Linked DNA regions of Danio rerio: region 1 is linked to region 2. A link is a contact called in public Micro-C data. All regions are on one chromosome and are shown on one strand. Each heading gives the region's core, a stretch centred on a gene start, on an enhancer-like site or on the middle of the called end of the contact. The rest is flanking DNA. Distances are from core to core; before and after follow the strand shown. Region 1 holds the start of pdlim5b (PDZ and LIM domain 5b). Region 2 overlaps pdlim5b (PDZ and LIM domain 5b).

Region 1 (4,667 bases), core at 484-2,983, 51 kb after region 2:
CATGATACTGTGAAGCAACAGTGCTAACCACTGAGAAACTGTGCCACCAAGAAACCTATTATTACTATTATTATCATTATTATTATTGATAAGTTTAAGACATGTAATAATGACCAACATTTCAGCAAGGAGAATATTAAATCTAGGTCTTTAAAAACTTATTTTTATTTAAACTTATTTTTGTGTATTAAAATTGTACAATGTAACACACCCACACACACACACACACACACACACACACACACACACACACACACACACACACACACACACACACAAGTTTCCTTTGATTTTGTCCTTTTATTCATCAGGGGTCGCCACAGCGGAATGAACTGCCAACTTATCCAGCATATGCTTTACACACAACAGATGCCCTTCCAGCTGCAACCCAGTACTGGAAATCTGGAGCACATGGAGGAAACCCATGTAAGCACGGGGACAACACGCAAACTCCACACAGAAATGACAACTGACCCAGCCTGGACTCGAACCAGAGACTTTGTCAAGTGAAGCAACAATGATACCCACTGAGCCACCGTGTCACTCCTGAGATGATAATTACCAGAAAAGTACAGAAATATATAATTTTACAGACAATTATAAATCACATTTAAACAAGGACGGTGAATAATGTTATGCCTAATATATTCAACGTGAGTGTAGTTATAGAATTACATTCACACATTCAGACTTTCTCCTTAATAACAAAATTTCAAAACATATTATTTGCAAGCTATTTATAAATAGGGAAATCATATAAGCAGCCAATAACTATAAGTACAACACTGTTCGCAGTCAATTAAATAGTGGTAATATTACTTTGAAGTCACACCTACAGTATATGCAATTTTAGGCAGGATATTCAAATGGGAAACAATATAGAGAGTGTCACAAGCTGTCATAGAACAAGAGTATGAATATAAAACCAACTTTAAATCTTACCTAAATCGTACATGCAACGTTTTGTATTGAATACAAGAACAATAACATTAATTAATTATAGAGAAAATACAATAACAAAAGTTAGGAAAGAGACGAAAATATTTTACAAAATTACAAAGCCTCAATCATTAAGAAAAAGACTATTATATATATATATATATATATATATATAATAACAATAACAACAATAATAATAATAAGTTTTAGAGATTCAACAATTAACAAAAGTTCAGAAGGGAAAATATTAAATCTAGGTATTGTCTTTAAGAACTTACTTTTGCGTATTAAAATTGTACAATGTAAAGAGATCAAGATAATGATCACTAGCAGAAAAGTGCAGAAATATATCTCTTACAGACAAACATAAATCACATTTTAATGAGGAAGATAAATATAAAGTAATGTTGTTATCCCATTGAGATTTAACGTGAGTGCAGTTATAGAAAGTACATGCAACTAAAACCCAGCTTATTTACACAACACTGACACACACACACACACACACACACCCTTGTCAAACTTCATGAGACCATTTGAGCAACTAACAGTCACTTCCTCATCGACAGTCTTCATAACTACTCGAAATCTGACAGAGCGGAAAATATTGAGACAAACAAACTCGACAATGATTAACCGTCCAGCATCGGTTACCGTTTCCTGAACAGAGATTGAGCAGGACCGCAATTCCTGATATCCTCACGCTGGGGATTCTCTGTATAATATGCGAAAGTAACTGTAATGAGAGTAAAAGTGTGTCTCACCTGTGAGCTGCTGGAAAGTCAAACTGAGAATGAGGAACTTTAGGAAGTAGAGCTGAGAAACTCCGGCAACTGAACTCTGCTGTCTGACTGACTTCCGCCCCTTTAACACGCGCTGGAGGAAACCCACTCACTGTGCCGCGCTCGCTGACGTCACCGACGATGAACACAATTTACTCTCTCTCTCTCTCTCTCTCTCTCTCTCTCTCTCTCTCTCTCTCTCTCTCTCTCTCTGTCTCTCTCTCTCTCTCTCTCTCTCTCTCTCTCTCTCTCTCTCTCTATTAAAATCAATTGCTTTATTTGCATGACAAATGTTACAAATGTATTGCCAAAGCATTTATAAAGTTTACATTTAAAAGAAGATATATAGAGTAAACACAGTAAAATAATAATAAAATAATAATAATAAACTAATAATAAAAAAATAACAATATAATAATAATAATAATAATAAAATAATAATAATAATAATAATAATAATATTAATTAAATAATAATATTAATAATAATAATAAAAACAATAAAAACAATAAAATAAAAATAATGATAAAATAATAATAAAATAATAATAATAATAATAATAATAATAATAATAATAATAGTAATGGTTATGCAGTGGCGCAGTAGGTAGTGCTGTTGCCTCACAGCAAGAAGGTCGCTGTTTCGAGCCTTGACTGGCTCAGTTGGCGTTTCTGTGTGGAGTTTGTATGTTCTCCCTGCATTCGCGTGGGTTTCCTCCGGGTGCTCCAGTTTCCCCCACAGTCCAAAGACATGCAGTACAGGTGAATTGGGCAAGCTAAATTGTCCGTAGTGTATGAGTGTGAATGAGTGTGTGTGTGGATGTTTCCCAGGGATGGGTTGCAGCTTGAAGTGCATCCGCTGCGTAAAAACATACTGGATGGGTTGGCAGTTCATTTCGCTGTGGCAACCCTGGATTAACAAAAGGACTAAGCCGAAAAGAAAATGAATAATTGAATGAATAATATAATATAAAACAACATAATATAATATAATATAATATAATATAATATAATATAATATAATATAATATAATATAAAACAATATAAAACAATATAATATAATATAATATAATATGATATAATATAATATAATATAATATAATATAATATAATATAATATAATATAATATAATATAATATAATATAATATAATATAAAACAATATAAAACAATATAATATAATATAATATAATATAATATAAAACAATATAAAACAATATAATATAATATAATATAATATAATATAATATAATATAATATAATATAATATAATATAATATAAAACAATAAAAAACAATATAATATAATATAATATAATATAATATAATATAATATAATATAATATAATATAATATAATATAATATAATATAATATAATATAATATAATATAAAACAATATAAAACAATAAAAAACTATATAATATAATATAATATAATATAATATAATATAATATAATATAATATAACATAATATAATATAATATAATATAATACAATATAATATAATATAATATAATATAATATAATATAATATAATATAATATAATATAATATAATATAATATAATATAACATGATATGATATAATATAATATAATATAATATAATATAATATAATATAATATAATATAATATAATATAATATAATATAATATAATATAATATATTTCCCAGCACTGGGTTGCTGTGTAAAACATATGCTGGAATAGTTGTCGGTTTATTCCGCTGTGGCGACCCCTGGCTTTTATAAGGCCTCAAAACTGACTTAACTGACCTTAATATTGTCTAACTAAACAGTTCCTTTCAAAATGTACAAATGTCACAATTATCTGTTTTTATTTTTTACTTTAATTATTTAATTTTTATCTAACTAATTATCTAACTAACTCAGCTCATGCCACTGTCACACAGAGATCACTTCCCCATCACAGCTCTCATAGGAGTGAAAGTGCATGCCGTAAATACCAGCAAATTCCTCTAGCTCATAACAAGAAGAGCTAACTTGTTTGTGAACAAATGCATTAGATGTTGATTGCTGTCATGTGTTGTTTTCAGCAGATAGCATCTTTTCAATGATCAGGTGAGGTCTCTGAGTGATGATGTGCTTCACTTACTCTAATACAAATAGAGCAGTCAAATGCTGCCATCTACTGGATGAAGCAGCAGTACAGGCAAGACTGCAAACAGATGCTTATGAATTAGACAAAGAGGTTTCCATGTGCTGTATCAAGACATGTAGTACAGCTGAAATTGTTTTGCCCATTTAATTATCTTATCAGAGCAAAATACACACATTTTTATTGAGTTTAATAAAACATCCACTAAATGGTCATTGAGAGCAACACAAACTGTGCACAAATAAACATCTTTAAAACAATAATCAATTGAATGTGACTAAAGTACACTGGGGAAAGACTCATGTTTGGAGACATGTCCTGTGCTCTGATGGAGCTAAGATTGAACTGTTTGGCTGTAATGAGCAGTGATACATTTGGAGGACAAAGAGGAAAGCGCACAAGCCTAGCAACACCATCCCAACTGTGCAGTATGGGGGCGGCAGCATCATGTTGTGGGGCTGTTTTGCTGCAGGAGGGACTGGTCCACTTCACAGCATAGATGGCATCATGAAGACAGAACATTATGGAGAAATACTGAAGCAACATCTCAACACATCAGCCAGGACATTAAACTTGGCCACGAATGGGTCTTCCAGACAGATCATGACCCTAAGCATACTGCCAAATGAGTTCAAATGTGCTTTAAGGACAACAGAGTGAATGTTTTGGAGTGGCCATCACAAAGCCCTCATCTCAATCCTATAGAAAATGTGTGGGCAGAGTTGAAGAAGCTTGTGCGAGCAGGACAGCCTACAAATCTGACTCAGTTATAGCAATTCTGTCAGGAGGAATGAGCCAAAATTCCTGCAAACTGTTGTGGGAAGCTTGT
Region 2 (4,872 bases), core at 1,036-3,535:
AAAATAAAATAAAAATTAAACTACATCAAATCAAAATACATCAATTAAATAAAATAAATCAAATTAAATTAAATTAATTAAATTAAATTAAATTAAATTAAATTAAATTAAATTAAATTAAATTAAATTAAATTAAAATCCAAATTTACTTTGAATTGTATTTCACAGAAGACAATAATAAAATGAATAAAAATATATAAAAAAAAAGTGGGACAGGAGCAGTTTAGGGCTAGAGATCACATAATAACATAATTAAAAAATGCTAGGAATTTCAGTGTGTAAAGGACAAGGCCGCAAGCCTAAGCTGTACAACCGTGATCACCGATCCCTCAGGCGGTGCTGCAAAACATTTCATAGGTAATATTAATTTTTTTCTGTTTTTTTATGTTCTGAACTCTTGTGCTAATCAGGTCACGTTATTGATGATAACAGTCACTTACTGCATTCACCATACGGCAAAGCAGCTCCAACTCGCACTAAACACTCGGCTTATGCTGAAGAAAATCAGCAAACAATGCAAAAGAAATATGACAACGAGATGCTGCGCTGCCAGAAACTTGTATTATTGTCGGCTAACGTTAGTGAAAGAGTCGTTCGGGGGATTCATTCACAAACGAATCGCTCCCTCCGTCAGTATGAGCAGTGAAAGCGGTAGAGGAGCTGTGTTTCAGGACATGATTAGATCAAATTTAACAGGGAGGGTGAATAGTACATTTCTGTACACACAAACACAAGCTTTTAGTCAGGAATGCCCGTGCGGTCACTCATCCATCAATGTAGAAAAGTGATGCAAAATCATAAGTTTTCGTAATTAGAAAAAAAAAATTACATACTAACATCCAGGAAAACTCCCGATCACAGATATATGTGTATATGTGTATATCTCTGGCTTTGGATGGCCACAGTCCTCCACTGTACCTTGGTCCTGCATTCATTTCAAAGGAGCGCTACCCTGTAGCAAGATGGCGGCGCTATTGACGCATTCCGTCCAATAGACAACAATAGGCCAGGTGACATCTAATGTATATATCGATGAGAAATGACAACATTACAAAGTGATGAATGCTTAACTGTTCCAACTTTTTTTTTATAATGTGTTGCAGGAACCAAATTTGATTACGTAGGATTACGTATTAATAAATAAAAAATAAATAAACAAGCAAACAAACATTAAAAATCATGAGGAACACAATAAATAATGTTTGTTGTATTGTCTAAATGAAATACAAGTCAATTAAATGTGGAAATCTCTACTTTCTTTTTCATTCACGCTTTCCATACGGTCCCAACTTTTTTCGTTTCTGGGATTGTAGTTAGCACAACCCCAAACAGAATTAAAACTTTGTAAAAAGCATAATCAGACACCTTTAGGACTGCAATACACAGCTTTTGACTCAATTTTACCTGATTTACAGTCTGATCAAACTAAAACTAGTCTAGTCTGCAGCATTACATAAAAAACAGACTGCACACTCAACAGCTCAAAGTACATCTTTCAGAAACTGTGTATTAAGCAGCGAGTAGTTGTGGGTGGTTTGGGATCTCCGAGTAAACGCTGCTCTTCTTAATGCGATGTTATCTCAACAGTAAAGCTGAAGTGCTGTTTGATGGCCTTTGCAGATTCACTGACAAACGCTCTGAAAGACTTTAATGGGAGATTCCAGAGCTCGTGCGCAATCGCTCTCGGCTAAATGTGCTTTCAGAGGCTCGTAACTCCAGAACATATGACCGTCCTCACACTGATCCCAGACCAGCTTCAGTTCACAACTAAACTAAATAAATGATTGAACAACATAAGAGCTCAGTAAAGGAGGATATAACTCTTTAAAGTCACTAGTTTGTCAGTTGGTGTTTCTGTGTGGAGTTTGCATGTTCTCCCAGTGTTGGTGTGGGTTTCCTCTGGGTGCTCCGGTTTTCCCACACAGTCCAAACACATGCGCTATAGGGGGATTGATCAACTACATTGGCTGTAGTGTATGAGTGTGTGTATGGGTGTTGCAGATGGAAGGGCATCCACTGTGTTAAGCATATGCTGGATATGTTGGCGGTTCATTCCACAGTGGTGACCCCAGATTAATAAGAGACGAAGCCAAAGGAAACTGAATGAATTAGATTAGTGATGTCCATGTAAACACAGTCACTGTCTAATAACTGTGCTGATAGATGAGCAACAGTGGCGATGAAGACTGAGCAGAAAAACAGGCTGACACACACACACACATCTTGACTGCATTATAGAGTGTGTGTGTCCCAGGACGGAGAGAGAGAGGCCTCCCGGAGGGACAGAGGCGGCCAAAAGCTGCGTGAACAAACACATGCACCGCTCTGGAGACTCATATTCACACAATGCCTGATCAGATGTGCACACGCAGGAGCTGCACTGTCAATGAGAGATCAGCAGAGCAAACACACACACACACACACACTGCTGCTGCTTCACTGATCTGATCGAGTCTCTTACACCAGATTATTCCATTAAAGACGCATTAAAACACTTCTGCAATCTAACATAGCTGTTTTCTGTTAGTGCTGCACAATATACTGTGATGTAATCGCTATCGTTATAATTGCATGTGCACTAAACACAGCGCAGACAAGTGTGATACATTACATTTATTAATACAGTATGTGTGTGTACAGTAAGAGTACAGTGTGTGTGTGTGTCACCTCATGAGTGAGAGGTTGAGGTTCCCGCTGCAGGCTTTGATCTTGTTCTGGGCCTCCAGGTGTGTCATTCTCTCAGTGTGGATGCCGTCGATGGACAGAACCACATCACCAACACTGATCTTGGCTTTAGCCGCCTTTCCTCCATCTGTCAACTACACAACACACAAAAACACACACAGCATTATAAATGTGGAAAACTGTGATTGGGTGGAGCTTGAGGGCACTATGATAGGTTAGCACCATACAGTTGAGTGGGTGGAGTCTACTAGATTTCTGAGTCTCAAGATTTTAGTCTTCCCTGTAAATTTTTGAACATTGAGTAGGGGGCGGGGCTTTATTTCTGCATGATACTACATTTTCCAACTGTAACAGAATATTCAGTTGGGGGCGGGGCTTTATTTCTGCATGATGCTACATTTTCCAACAGTAACAGAATATTCAGTTGGGGGCGGGGCTTTATTTCTGCATGATGCTACATTTTCCAACTGTAACAGAATATTGAGTAGGGGGCGGGGCTTTATTTCTGCATGATGCTACATTTTCCAATAGTAATAAAAGTTTCAGTTGGAGGCGGGGCTTTTTTTTCTGCATGATACATTTTCCAACTGTAACAGAATATTGAGTAGGGGCGGGGCTTTATTTCTGCATGAGGCTACATTTTCCAACTGTAAAAGAATATTAAGTAGGGGGCGGGGCTTTATTTCTGCATGATGCTACATTTTCCAATAGTAATAAAAGTTTCAGTTGGAGGCGGGGCTTTTTTTTCTGCATGATACATTTTCCAACTGTAACAGAATATTGAGTAGGGGCGGGGCTTTATTTCTGCATGAGGCTACATTTTCCAACTGTAACAGAATATTGAGTAGGGGCGGGGCTTTATTTCTGCATGAGGCTACATTTTCCAACTGTAAAAGAATATTAAGTAGGGGGCGGGGCTTTATTTCTGCATGATGCTACATTTTTTAACCATAAATGAATATTGAGTAGGGGGTGGGGCTTTATTTCTGCATGATACATTTTCTAACCATAAATGAATATTGAGTAGAGGGTAGGGCTTTATTTCTGCACGATACTACATTTTCCAACTGTAACCGAATATTGAGTAGTGGGCGGGGCTTTATTTCTACATGATACATTTTCCAACTGTAACAGAATATTGAGTAGGGGGCGGGGCTTTATTTCTGCATGATACATTTTCCAATATATATATATATGAAATATATAACAAACAAACTAAAATCTTAGGATGATCTGGAAAAATTAAACAGCGAGATATGAAATGGTTAAACTGAAAACTCACAGCACTCTTTCTCCTTTTTAAAGCCAAGGACATCTATAAACTGATCTGAAGACTAATGATGAGCGATAGCGTTTTAAACACCCATCTGTGTTCACACACACACACAATAACACACACACAACCAGAGACATCTGCGTCATCTGGGAAACCTTCACCTGCACACTCATAAAACTGATCTGAGGTCAGGGTGCATACTGGACACGTCACCGTAGACTACACACACATCAAACTAATCATGCATCCAGCAGGACTGGTACTCAGTGAAGTGTGTGTGTGAACAGGTAGATCTGATTTTCAGGTGTGTGTGAGGCGTTACTCAGCCATGCGTGAGGAACATCAGTCACTCATCACTTCACCTCACTGCACATCTGCTGAGCAACACACACAACTGATGCACAAACACACCTCCTGAGAGAAACCATCACACAGCACAGCTAAAACAACACACACTCGCCCACAGACACACTCATGCGCACATACAAACTCGCACATTCAATCAAACAAACAAACAAACAAACAAACAAACAAACAAACAAACAAACACATGCACATATTGACTTTCCTTAAAATGAGTGAGCTGATCTGTTGCTTTTAAAGTTATTAAGTGACTTGAAATCAATGAATCATTTTAAAAGCAACAGGTTTACTCACTTATTTTAAGTAAAGGCAACTAATCTTTGTTTACAGTGCACTGATTCACAGCAGATAAGCATGATAAACTCCGGCTTAAATCTGATTAGAAAGCAAACGAGACAGATTTCCTTTGTTGTGTATAAAACGAAGCTTTGACCGGCCCTCATCACATGTGTTTTGCAGATGAGCATCTCTAGAAAGCCAAGCAGATGAGATTCACCCTCTTCCTATTGGCAGACGCTGAACACCGCAGAACAGTGCTGATGTGTGTG

What was found. A called contact is a pair of places that touch in the nucleus more often than the background predicts.
Region 1: a contact with region 2 is called in a Micro-C map of caudal fin, with 4 times the contacts expected there. The contact joins the promoter of pdlim5b here to the enhancer-like site in region 2. A contact is called at or near these places in 6 of 18 Hi-C or Micro-C datasets (caudal fin, embryo, fibroblasts and 1 more) and 1 of 4 datasets of contacts at active chromatin or transcription factors (caudal fin).

The regions. Positions count from the first base shown.
Region 1 is chr10:1,668,370-1,673,036 of GRCz12tu, forward strand. It overlaps pdlim5b (PDZ and LIM domain 5b), which reads right to left and starts at 1,734. Exons shown (of 13, transcript NM_200196.1): 1 at 1,704-1,734.
Region 2 is chr10:1,616,941-1,621,812 of GRCz12tu, forward strand. It overlaps pdlim5b (PDZ and LIM domain 5b), which reads right to left. Exons shown (of 13, transcript NM_200196.1): 3 at 2,668-2,819. Among named protein-coding and RNA genes, the nearest start is that of bmpr1bb, 46 kb to the left of the region's middle. Within about 2 kb of position 2,286, at least 10 of the 62 cell types and tissues checked have an H3K27ac peak or open chromatin away from gene starts, as enhancers often do. A contact at or near this core is called in caudal fin, where this site is marked.